Regions from separate parts of the Cricetulus griseus genome. Here region 2 is linked to region 1. A link is a contact called in public Hi-C data. All regions are on one chromosome and are shown on one strand. Each heading gives the region's core, a stretch centred on a gene start, on an enhancer-like site or on the middle of the called end of the contact. The rest is flanking DNA. Distances are from core to core; before and after follow the strand shown.

Region 1 (6,598 bases), core at 1,060-3,559:
TGGCTGACAAGGGACAGGTTCAGAACTCAAACCCCGCGCTGCCTCACCCAGAGCCCCTAGATGTCACCACCGTTACTGTGCTCTCTTTCCAAAGGTGTCAGGGTCCTTGTCAGCTTCATCTCGCGGTCCTCTTGACCCATGGCTCCTCCACCTAGACTTCTCTAGTCTGGGAGCCGATAGAGTTGTCTCACTGCTCCTTTTGGAGCTCAGATTTTCAAGGCTCAATTCCAAAGATGCAAGAGCCACTCCAGGGTGCAATACTAAGGCAGACCGCCAGAGGGCGATGCTGCATCATTTCAGTGGCCGCTTCTTCGGGATCCAAGAATTTTTTCTCACTGGGTGTGTGCTCCACCGTTCGCGTTAATGGACGGAAGAATTCATGTGCTAGTGACTGATGCAAAATATGTAGAGCACAACGTTGATATGAAGGAGATGGGACGTTTTCCTGAAGCCTCGTTCAAGGGAGTTCAGAGTCTATCTCTAAGGAAAGATGACCCCAAATGTAAAATTTAGCCAAAAACAAGGGGCACCCCCATGGTGTCACCTGTGCATGAGGCTGTGCTCTCACCTCATGGCAGGGACTTCAGGGTCCCTCCTAGCATTATCTGCAGCTGTCAACTCTAATAGACAAACCACACAAGTATATTTTCTTTTTTTCCAAGCCAAAATTAACATGAGGCCCAGCAAAGCTTTCCTGATACTTTACCTTCTCTGGTAAATGCAATTCGGGGACTAGTGCATTGTCACTTCTAAATTGGTTATCTATGTACCACGGGGGCAGGGTGTTTGAAAGCAAGACTGATGAGAAAGCCTGAACAAGGGTGCAGAGCTGAGGACAGAGCAGGAAGGCTCGTTACTAGGGGAGCCTTGGTTATCACCCCACAGACGGTTCTATGCCAGGAAGTCTATTTGCTAACCATATTGGCACAGGAAGAACCACAAGAAGTGATGGTGATGGCACAAATCTACACATGGCATGAAACTACACAGAATAGCATACACACACACACACACACACACACACACACACACACACACACACACTTGAGATATAATCAAACTGTGAGGAGGGTACCAGTGTCCCTATCCCTGACTTCAGTATCACTCCAGCTATGCAGGACAGGACCAGGAACTGAAGCTGGAGTACAGACACATGGACCCAGCCACAGCTTCCCTCTGGTCTGTCCCTACTCAAATACCAAATGTGGAAACTGACCTTTTAAGGAGTTGGGATGTGGGGAGACGATGGCTTGGTACATAAAGCACATGGCATGTAGGCATGAGGACTGGAATTCAAATGTTAACTTTTTTTTTTAAGATTGATTTATTAGGTATACAGTCTTCTGCCTGCATGTCAGCCTGCAGGCCAGAAGAGGGCACCAGATCTCATTAAGCCACCATGTGAATGCTGGGAATTTAACTCAGGACCTCTAAAAGAGCAGACAGTGCTCATAACCTCTGAGCCATCTCTCCAGCCCTAGGACTAAAATTCAGATCCCCAGAACCATGTAAAAGCTGGTCAGGTATGGCAGCCACCATTAATCCCAGCACCTTGGAGGCAGACAAATCCCAGGGCAAGCTGCGTAGCTGGAAACAAGCAAGCCCCAGTTCAGTAAGAGACTGAATACAGAGTGATGGAGGAAGATACCCAATGACTACCTTGAGCTGTCCACACATACATGTGTGTCTCACATATGTAAACACACATATACACACATGCAAAAACATTGAAAAGTACAAGAAAGTTTGTCAGCATGTGTATCTGTGACCAGTCCATTTATCTGTCCTCCACATCTCTGTCTATAGCATTGAGAGCATTGGTTCTCAACCTTCCTCATGCTTCAACCCTTTAGTACAGTTACACATGTTGTGCCGACCCCCAACGGTATCATTATTTCATTGCTACTTCATAACTGTAATTTTGCTACTGTTCTGAATCACAATTTAGTATTTTCCAGAGACAGGTTTGCCAAGGGGTTGGCGACCCACAGGTTGAGAATCAAAATCGCTGATAACGCCATCTTGCTCCAGCAGGGCCTTGTTTCTCTGTCCTTTCACCTCTGTTGGAGTTCAGGCTCTTGTTTTGAGCAATTGCCACTGAGAATAGTTCCAAAGTCCAGACCCCACCACCCAGGCCAGGAGCCTTTTCAAGCACAAAAGTCACCTGGCATGTCGCCCTGTGGGCTGGGCACAACTGTACAACATAGCCCTATGGTGGACACGGAGGGTGTGACTCAGTAGGCAGTGTCCCCTTCTTTCATGCAAACTTCAGATAAACTCGGTGTCAGAAGCAAAAGACATGAAACTTAGACTTCAAACTGACAGCAGTCTCAAGAGAGACTGGTTCTAACCGGTCAGAATGGACTAGCAAAACCTGCACCTCTGGTTCCGGAGTCTGGGCTGCATCCAAAAGCCTGCTCCAGGCACCAGAGGTGAAGCCTGGAACAAGTTCCATGTAATTAGGTGGCTGTATGATGGAAAAGTTTGGAGTTTAAGGACATTTTTGTATCTTAGCTGCCCACCCTCAACTAGGACCCATATCTCGGCTTCCCACACCTCTGCGTCTTTCTCTGTAAAGTGGAACTAACTGAACCTACACAAGTGCTACTAAAGTCCCCTTCCTTGGAGAAATTAAACAAGGTGTACCCTTCCTCCTAAGGCTCCAAGGACAAACAGAAACAGGATTTGCTGAACTTCACTCTGGAGAACCATCTCTGGACTGGTGGTCCTGGGTTCTATAAGAAAGCAGGCTGAGCAAGCTGTGAGAAGCAAGCCAGTAAGCAGTTCTGCTCCATGGCCTCTGCATCAGCTCCTGCCTCTAGGTTCCTGCCCTGTTCGAGTCCCTGTCCTGATTTCCTTCAGTGATGGACTATGTTGTGGAAGTGTAAGCCAAAAAAGCCCTCTCTTCCCCAAGTTGCTCTACTTGTGGTGTTTTCATCACAGCAATAGAAACCTTAAGACAGCAGCCTATGTACTCTAACCCTCCCCAAGGCCCTTGTGCACCTGGGAGAGCCTTGCATACATACCTCAGGTGGTAAGGGTGGCTAGATACTCAGGCAAGGTCTTGTGACCCACCCCGCTCCTCCACAAGGGAATATAAGCAATCAATAAACCCAGCTGGAGTGGTCCTTTTGCAAGCAGGCACAGCTGAACTCCCCAAGATGGCTGTTGCTCAGCACAGAGAACACGGAGCACAAGGTGGGACTCAGAGATGGGAATGCAGGAGATCCGTAACGATAAATCAAATATGTTTTAGTGTGAGGTACAAAGTGGCTCCAGACTGCTGTGTGACCTTGGGCAGACCATCTGGCCTTCTGTGCCTCTTTTCCCCCACCAATAAAATGGGCTAAATAAAAGCACTTGCTCCTCAGGTAGCAACTGTGAACTGAGTTCTTCTTTGTAGAATTCTTGACACGTTCTTAGCCCATGGTGCTATCTGTGGGTAAGTGCCACAGCAGTAATCAAGTGGGAGGGAAGGCACGAAGCAGCAGGAAGGTACAGACTGGAAGTAGAGGTAGATGGATGTTGATCTTCCTACTCCAAATAACTTAATAGATAATCCCTCACAGATATTCTAAGATGATGTGGGATGTCCTTCTGTATGCTGTGAATATGTGTTGCTTTCATTGGTTGATGAATAAAGCTGCTTTGGCCTATGACAAGGCAGGATAGAGCCAGGCAGGAAATCCAAGCAGGGGTACAGGTGAAGGGTGGGGTCGGGAGACACCAGCCAGCCAGCTGCCCAAGGAACAACATGCAGGAGCATGGCCAGTATGCCATGGGCCACGGGGCAACACACAATGAATAGAAATGGGCCAGCTAACTACTGCATTCCCGAGCCACAGGAATGCTGGGAGAGCAAATGCTAACTCTTAGAGTTTAAGGGTAACAGGAGGCTAGAGGGTACTGGGGATGACTGGCATGCTCCCACATGCTCTGAGTCCATACTTCAGCTGGATCCCTCAGCTGCTTTGCAGGAAGGGAGCAGGGCATGGCATGGGCACTCTTGTGAATAAGAAGCGAGTTCTGGAATGAGGTGACTCAGTCAGGGCACAGAAATGCCCTTCCTGCTTTCCTCAGGCTAGCTGAGCCCAGAGGACTGAGATGGCCCCAAGACAGCAGGCCCAGGGAGCTGGGTGGAGTCAAAAGTTGGATTGGGCTGTGGGCAAGCTGAACTACTGGAACTTCAGGTGCTATGCATGACCTTCCATGATGCCTGGCCATGAGCTGTGCCGCCCCCACAGTCTGATTTCATCAGTTCTAAGATGAGAAAGGACTTCTCCGACCCTTCCAGGCTGGCAGGACAAAGCTACCTGCAGACCCACTGTTGTGTATACTTCTGTCAGGGCTTTGTGGTCAGGTTCTGTCCCCATTCTTTTCTCTCCTTCGCTGTGTCAGTTCTTTCTGCTGGGCTTGAAACAAAACAAAACAGAACAACCATTGTTCTGTGCTGTCCTTTCTCTAGCCTGGTAAGACTCCTGTGCCATGGCGAGCTCCTCAGCCCATACCTTAGTCACATTTCCCCCTTGTGTCCTGACTGTTGCTGCCTCAAAAGGAAGGTGTCTGCCTGTCACAGAGCCAGCTTCACATGGCTCCCAGTCATGAACAACTATAGTGATGGTGGAAGGAAGAAACTCCCCACAGTCATTATTACTGAGTCTCTTGGACCATTGTCTGAGGAGGGGCCATCTTGGAGGGTGTTTGAAGCCAGAATGGGGAAGTCTTCCTCAAAGTCACAAATGTGGAGGACGGAAAGAAGGAGGTAGAGAGTAAGCAGAGACCAGCCATGCCCTCACTGTCTGATCCATTTGCGGCCAGCCAGTCTGCTAGTGTACAGACGTGCCTAGCAAGTCTGGGTTTTAGTTGATTCCAGATGTAGTGGAGACAGGATGGGGTGGTATTTCTGCCACAGTGACCAGTTGGATACTGACTATGATGAATTTTGTTATGTGCTAGAATGGTGCTGGCATGGAAGAGTAAGGGTTAACTGTGGTGGGAGCTTGGATAGCAGGTCAGCACTGAAGACAATTGGCCTATTCAACAAGACACTTAGTGCTCAGGGGCCAGCTGTGGCCCAGGCGGTGCCACAGTGGCCCCTCTTGTCATGAGTTTATGCTGCACTGTGGAAACAGACATTGGAGTGAATGCAACAAGGAACTACAGCTTGCAGGGATGCAATCTCCACAGACATGGAGCCTAGAGTCTTCCTCTAAGACTAGACTCGGTGGGAAATGATGCTGTGGGCTGGGCTCCTGCAGTCTAATGAAAACTCCAAGCAATTCCACACTCAGTCCTTCACTGAGCCACCTCTGAAGTCCAATTGGCTGAACAACACCCCCAGAGTTGGGAGGGTGCGCTGGTTACTTCTCTGGTTGCAGCTTATGGGAGGAAGTGTTTATTTGACAAAGAGTTCAAGAGGATGCTGTCCATCATGGCAGGGAAGGCACGAAGCAGCTGGAAGGTACAGTCTGGAAGTAGAGGTAGATGGATGTTGATCTTCCCAATTCAAATAACTTAATAGATAATCCCTCACAGATATTCTAAGATGATGTGGGATGTCCTTCTGTATGCTGTGAATATGTGTTGCTTTCATTGGTTGATGAATAAAGCTGCTTTGGCCTATGGCAAGGCAGGATAGAGCCAGGCAGGAAATCCAAGCAGGGGTACAGGTGAAGGGTGGGGTCGGGAGATACCAGCCAGCCAGCTGCCCAAGGAACAACATGCAGGAGCACGGCCAGTATGCCACGGGCCACGGGGCAACACACAATGAATAGAAATGGGCCAGCTAACTACTGCATTCCCGAGCCACAGGAATGCTGGGAGAGCAAATGCTAACTCTTAGAGTTTAAGGGTAACAGTGCAGGGAGTGGCACGCCCAAGACCATGGGGACTGTGAGTGCTTCCAGAGAGGGGTTAAGGTTGGTGACAGCTATTAAGACCTGACAGAGGGGACTCTACAGCACAGATGGCAACATCACTGTTCAGCAGAGTCACAGATGTCATTTGAAACAGAAAAATGGGCAGGAGGGATGGAGGGACAGCTCAGTGATTCAAAGTACTGGTTGCTCTTGCAGAGAACCCAGGTTGGTTCCCAGCACCCACACAGCAGCTCACAACTGTCAAGTCACTCCAGTGTCAGAACTTCCTCTTCTGGCCTCCGAGGGCACCGTACTCCTGTGGTGCCCATACATAAAGAACAGCACTTACACACATAAAATAAAATGAATAAATCTTTTTGAAAAAACAAAGCAGAAGTCTGGCATGGTGGCACACACTTCAACCCCAGTACTCGCAGAAACAGGTGGATCTCTGTGAGTTCAAGGCCAGCCTGGTCTATGTACAAAGTTCTAGGACAGCCAGAGTACATCATAGAGAGACCATTGGGCTTTTTCTCTATGGAGCTGCTGAAGTACAGACTGACCAGCAACTAGTGGAGGGAGAATGGTCCAAAGAGTTTCTCAAAACACACTAATACAGGTGTTCAGTGCTCTCAGTTCACACTGCACACACCACACACCCTATTCACACTGCACACGTGACAAGCACGTGTGTACACACTTCAGAGCTTGTCTCACCATCTCTTCTGCCCACCTGCCTA
Region 2 (6,598 bases), core at 1,524-4,023, 200 kb before region 1:
GGGATTAAAGGCATGTACAGCCACCACCAGGCTCAGACCTACCCATTCTAACCATCTTTATTTTCTCTGATTCAGAAAACATCATAAAACACATAACAAGTTTTAAGAACTTCCCGAATGCCAGGTGTGTGGCCTCTCCTGGTGTACAGTTAGTGTGAAGATTGGCATGGGTGAACACTCACTTCCAAACACAGTCACAAACCTAACTTCTCCTGGGCAGATGATGCTGATCACAGCCAAAGAAATGGAGATTCACTCACTGAATTATAAAACAAAAATGTTGATACTTACAGCCCGAGCTGCTAACGTCATTAACACGCCTGTTAGAAAAGTCAGATAGTATCCTGGGTAGACCCCATGCCAAATGGCAGAGAGAAAGAAGGTCTGGGTTGTTGGACTGAAGGTCGCTCGTTCATAACACACCCTAGAAACCATGGAAAGCCAAGAGTGAGCATATCTGAGTCTAAAAAGCTCACCAGGTCCTTCTCTGACCTGACAGGGTTAGTGGAGCCGGGAAAGCAAACAGCACTTCTCCTGGGCACTATCTGGGTCACTGAGTGTCACCTTATGAGCATAAGCTTTGTTCTTATCCTTTCACAGGTATGTATAGTTACTAAAATGGTCACTTCCAGTATTTGAGAGTCTATATACTAGGTTCATTTTCCTAAAGCAGGGAGTAGGATTCAGTCTAAGTTTTCTTAGACAGAACCACTGGGAAGGTTGGCTGGGATGCAATGATGACAACATATGTTGTATGTCTCAAGAGGTGGATTCGATTGTCACTGTGCTTTGGTGATAATCGCTCCCAATCCATTATCTCCAATGCTACTCTGCCTGAGGCACCTGTCGTGTGTGCCATTCCACCTCACATCCTGAGACACATCTGACTTTCAGTTCTCTGTGCTCTTCTAGTCTTGCTCTCTTTTGGGATCTGCACTCCAGGGAACAGCTATAAGATTTTGTTGCTGTTGTTGCTTTTCAGGTTACTTTATTCTGTGTGTATGAATGTCTTGCCTACATGCCTGCATGTGTATTACATGCATGCCTGGTTCCTGTCAAGGTTAGAAAAGGGCATCAGATCCTCTGGAACTGGTGTTACAGATTGTTATGAACCACCTTGTGGGTGGTGAGAGTTGAATTCTGCATGAGCAGCAAATGCTCTTAACTACTGAGCCATCTCTGCAACCTCCAGCTATAATGTTGAGGACACTGTGAGTTCTAACTATGGAGTGGGGACTGGGTGCTGTAATTTTAAAAAGTGGCTCCAGAGAGAAAGATGTCAAGCAATAGAGCTTGGGTGGAGGGGTTTTTTTAATTGGGGGGAAGTGAATGGAAAAAGAGGGGAGGGGAGAAGAGAGGCCAGCCTCTGGGGGCAGGAGCAGAGAGAGGGAAGGAGGAGTGAGAGGGAGCGGGGAAGGGGAGAGAAAAAGAGAGACAGAGAGACAGGCAGAGAAACAGAGAGAAAGATGGGAGGTGGGCAGGCCCTTTCAAAAGGGAATGTAGTGAGTGTGCACAGGTGGTGCTCTTAGTGGCTGCAGCTAAGGGCGAATCCTGTCAGAACCCCAAGAGCAGGCCAGTACAGATGCCTGAGTACAACAATGGGTCTTTTTGTCCTACATGTTTGTGTTCCATATCCAACATACAAAGAACACTTCATTCAGTTCCAGAAATCCAAGGCAAGCCCAGGAGTTGGCTGTTTTGTTGTGTGTTTTTGTTTGGTTTGGCTTTTCAAGACAGGTTTTTTTCTGTGTAGCCCAAGCTATCCTGGAACCAGCTCTGTAGACCAGTCTGGCCTCAAACTCAGAGATCCACCTGCCTCTGCCTCCTGAGTGCTGGGACTAAAGGCATGTGCCATCACCACCCTGTATATGCTTGTTTTTAATACCAAATCTCCAATACAGAAGAGCAGTAGCTGCTGAAAACACTGGCTACCCCACACATCAGCAGAGCCTGAACCAGGATGAGGTGACACCAACATAGGGATGTTTGTGGCTCAGTTCCAAGCCTTGCTCCAGTGGATGCTAATGGCATATTTTGGGTAAAATCAAGACCACAATGGCATCCAACACACTGACAATGAAAACTGTTAAGTCAGCAAGCTCAACCCCAATCCTGATGCCAGAGCATGCCCCAGGGTGACTCTTGAAGGAACATACCTTTTGAGCCAAAGAGCTGTCTGGATATTCCAGTTATCAAGAAACATCTTAAAACTTGTTGACATCTGAAAAACAAAGGGATCATTTTCTTTGGCCAATAAAATAAGAAGCTTTATGTCTACATAATAATGCTTTAATGTGGTAAGAAGTTAAAACTAAAAACTGCTGGGTAATGATGGCACAGCACTGGTTTCTTCCTCAACACTGTTCTAATACAGAAGCAACTTCCATGGAAGTTTCTGTATCTCTGGGAACATCAGTGGCCAGGAGAGCATTGCCATGTTCTCCCAGGTCATACATACAGAAGAGTCTTCACAGAGCCCAGAATGCTCACACAGTGATCTGCTTGCCTCTGTGTCCTGAACGGTGTCACCTTCTCCTCCCCTCCATTCTGTCTCTTTCTAGGTGAAGGCTGTCCACAGTCATAGCCACCCAGCACTGCTTCTCAGGCCCCTGTGGCTACTCTAGATCTTGAAGCGCCCCCAGCTCCACACTGGCTCCAGACAGCAATGGGCTATGAAACTCTCAGACTATGGCCACTTGCTTGGGAAACCTCTGTGGTCAAGCTAATCTTATTAAATCTAGCACTTCCTGGGTGTGTATGTCTATTTCTGGGCTGCAACTTGTCTGTTGTCATCTTGTGCAACTGTCTTCCTTCCTCTTATTCAGTTATGGGATGGTGAGATCAAACCAAGGGCCTCCACACTCGGTAAGCGCACAGCCAATCACTGTGGGCAGGTATGTCTCTAACTCCTTTTAGCACTTTAGAGCCCACAGTCTATTTACTGGATTAAGATCTTTGAGCCAGGTGTTGGTGGCGCACGCCTTTAATCCCAGCACTCAGAGGCAGGCGGATTTCTGCGAGTTCGAGGCCAGCCTAGTCTCCAGAGGGAGTGCCAGGATAGGCTCCAAAGCTACACAGAGAAACCCTGTTTTGAAAAAAAAAAAGAATGTTTGATGTCCTTGTCTAGTTTCCTTTCCTACCCATCTACCTATCAAAACCCTGATCTCTGATTGGCAGGCTGTCCATCATCCCCCATGATTGACTGGCAGGCTGCCCACCATTCCCACTGGATGATGACTGTGACATTCCAGACATCCCATACAGACATGATCCTCAGCTGTAACTAGGTCCCCAACCTATTTGATGGCAACTGTGCCCATCTTGAAAACACTTATTACAATGCAGTGTGTGTGTGTGTGTGTGTGTGTGTGTGTGTGTGTGTGTGTGTGTGTGTGTGTGTGTATAAAAGAAGTAAACATCAGGAATTTCCTATGGGTCAACCAAGTACTTTAAGAGCCCCTGAAAATCCCTCAGGGCAGGCTGACCTGGCCCCCATCTACGGATACTGGCCTACCTCAAGACAAAACTCACCATACTTCACATCCTCATTAGACTTCATGCTGCACGGCACACCTGCTTCCCTCCATCTCAAAAGTGCCCTTCTCCAGGGCTAGTGTGGCCACCTCTCCTCCCGCTGTATCTCTCTCCCGCACACACAGGGGCCTCTCCACTGTGTCAAACTCTCCATCCTCAAACTCCTTTCTAGTCAATAATTTCCACACAGTAATTTTAATCTCTCTCTCTCTCTCTCTCTCTCTCTCTCTCTCTCTTCTCTCTCTGTGTGTGTGTGTGTGTGTGTGTGTGTGTGTGTGTGTGTGTGTGTGTGTGTGTGTGTGTACCTCTGCATATATACACGTGTGTGCAGGTGCCCACAGGGGCCTGAGGACAGTTTCAGATCCCTGGAAGTTACAGGTGGTTGTGAGCTACCTGACATGGGTGCTAGGAACTGAACTCCGGTCCTCTACAAGAACAGTGAGTTCTTTTAACCACTACGCCATCTCTCCAGCCCCCTAACCTTTACATTTTAAGAGAAAATTAAACTAAAGTCTCCTCAGCCCCACCACTCACATCTCCAGGAGGATAACACCCAGTTCTCGGGGTGTGGGAAAACCCTACCCTTTTTATGGATAAGCATAAAAACGTGGAAAACTAACAGTCTCTCTATGAGAGGGAGGGTTTGGAAGGTTCCTCAGAGTGGCGCTAAAAGGTCAAAGGTTGTAAATACCAAACCATCCATCACCTTACTTCAGCAACCACCCACTTCCTCTCCCTCCCCTATTTGTATTTATTTAATTTTATTTTATGAGTATTCTGACGCGTGTTTATGCACCACATGCATGTAATGCTTCTAGAAGCCAGAAGAGGGCATCAGATTCTGGGAACTAGCATCAGAAACAGTAGCGAGCTGCCCGGGGGGTGCTGGGACTGCCTTGAGGCAGTGTGTAGCATTGTTTCTGCGTCTCCAGCCCCACCTCCAGCCGCCTCAGGAACAGCTTGCCCTTTCCAGTCTCACTAGCTGCTCTTCCGCCAGGCCCTCACCTGGTTACCCCCTACTTCACTTTCCCCAAGACGGATGCAGATTTACAAACACCGTATGCCTGCACCTTCCAGGTTAGAACCTACTTTCCAGCACTTTCTACAGCTTCCTGAGGACCTTCAGTCACCAGCCTCATTCATGCATCCCCCAGGGGGTAGTCTACCATCAGTAAATATGGGGTGAAAGTAGGGGTATTATTCCATGGTCCTCCTCCCTGTCATTTGGCTTTGACATTCTTTCCACCCCCTCCCCCACCAGCCCTGAAAGGGGGTGGTGTGAGCAGCCAGTTTAATGCCGAACACTCAACAGTCATTGGCTCACAGTACCTTGACCAGGCATGAATCTTCGTATAAAAATAAACACCAATTCATGTGTGAGACATGTCCCCCATAGTCTCACCCATGTGAACACTCGATTCCCAGTTAACAGTGTTTCTTGGGAGGTTTAGGAGGTCTGTGTCATTAGAGGAAGTGTGTCACTGGAGGTGGACTAAAACAGTTTAAAGACTCATGCCATTTCTAGTTCATCCTCTGCTTTAGGCTTACACTTCAAGATGTGAGCTCTCAGCATCCTACTCCTGCCACTGTCTTCACTCCATCATTATGGACTCCCACCTTCTGTAAGCCCAAATAAACTCTTTATTATAAAAAAAAAAAAAGGTCTGGGTACTACTGTGGCCACACCCATTAACATCACTCTCAGGACAGCTTGCCATAACTATGAAAGCAAATAAGTAAATGCCTTAATCATTTACTAACCTCTATTTGCTGGATTCTCAAATTGGAAATTAAGTCCCAACGAGCCACTCCATTCCTGTCATATCCTCTGAAACCAAAGCCTGCAGCATTGTTAATGGCGTCAGCTGTAACAAAGTAAAGTATTAGAAATGTTATTACAATGTATGCACAATTTATATGTATATATACACATATTTGTTTTTTTAAAGATAGATTTTATTTTTACATGTCTGGGTATTTTGCCTGCATGTTTTATGTACCATGTGCATTTGTGGTGCCCTCAGAGGCCAGAAGAAGGTGTTAGATACCCTGGAACTGCAGTCACAGATGCTTGTCAGCTACCATGATAGTGCCGGAAACTGAAATCGGTTTCTCTGCAAGAGCAACAAATGCTCTTAACTGCTGAGCCATCGAGCCTACCCTTTAACTCTATCTTCCCAGGTACAATGACTTACTCTTAAACAGTAAAAGTAGACTTTTTATTTAGTCATATTTGAGAGATTGAACCCTGGGCCTTGAACCTTCTGGTTCACCAGGGCCGTTTCCTGGTGAGCTGCAACCATAGTCCATGACTTACTCTTATTTTAAATTGTGTATGTGTGTGTACTTCTCTTTTTGTACATGTTACATGTATACAGGTGTCCATGGAGGTCAGGAGAGGATAGTGGATCCCCTGGAGCTGGAGTAACAGGTAGTTATAATCAACCAAACTCAGGTCCTTTGGAAGAGCAACAAGCAGTTTGTTGCTGTTGTTTTCATTTTTGAGACAAGGTCTCTCTATACTGCCCTGGCTATCCTGGAACTTACTCTGTAGACCAGGCTGGCCTTGAACTCACGTAGATTCACCTGCATCTGCCTCCTGAGTGCTGGGATTATCCCGAGTACCAGGATTAAAGGCATGCACCACTACTGCCCAACAGCAAGCATCCTTATCTACTGAGCCATCATCTCTACAGCCCTGGCTGATTCTAATTTTTAAGAGAGGTTATAAACCATTATACACAGTGAAAATAATGACCCTATTAAGGGCAGCTGGTTAGCTAACAAAACACCCGCTGTGAAGCAAGAGGAGACAGGCAGAATTAAAAATCTGGGGTACACATCAGAATACAGTGGAAAGTGCTCAGCCATCTGGAAGGCACTGCTGGGAATCTTCTGCCCCAAGCTCAGCACGTTCATGTTGGCCTTTATTATAGACAGAAACACATGGGGGGAGCCTAAGGGCTTCATTTCTTTTCTTCTTGGCTCACCAGAACCCACTCTGTCTGCAGAACCTGCTTTCCAACCCTTTCACCATGGCGTTCCATCAGCATCTTTGCTTACA

Evidence for each region. Hi-C and Micro-C count contacts between places; a contact is called where the count stands out from the background.
Region 2: a contact with region 1 is called in a Hi-C map of liver, with 2.8 times the contacts expected there. The contact joins two enhancer-like sites. A contact is called at or near these places in 5 of 8 Hi-C or Micro-C datasets (the CHK-Q cell line, the CHL-YN cell line, the CHO-K1 cell line and 2 more).

What each region holds. Positions count from the first base shown.
Region 1 is chr7:27,627,197-27,633,794 of CriGri-PICRH-1.0, reverse strand. No RefSeq gene overlaps it. Among named protein-coding and RNA genes, the nearest start is that of Asap2, 48 kb to the right of the region's middle. Within about 2 kb of position 2,309, at least 1 of the 6 cell types and tissues checked has open chromatin away from gene starts, as enhancers often do.
Region 2 is chr7:27,830,391-27,836,988 of CriGri-PICRH-1.0, reverse strand. Mboat2 (lysophospholipid acyltransferase 2) reads right to left here. Exons shown (of 13, transcript XM_027424701.2): 9 at 5,296-5,399; 10 at 2,157-2,221; 11 at 292-424. Among named protein-coding and RNA genes, the nearest start is that of Kidins220, 21 kb to the left of the region's middle. Within about 2 kb of position 2,773, at least 1 of the 6 cell types and tissues checked has open chromatin away from gene starts, as enhancers often do.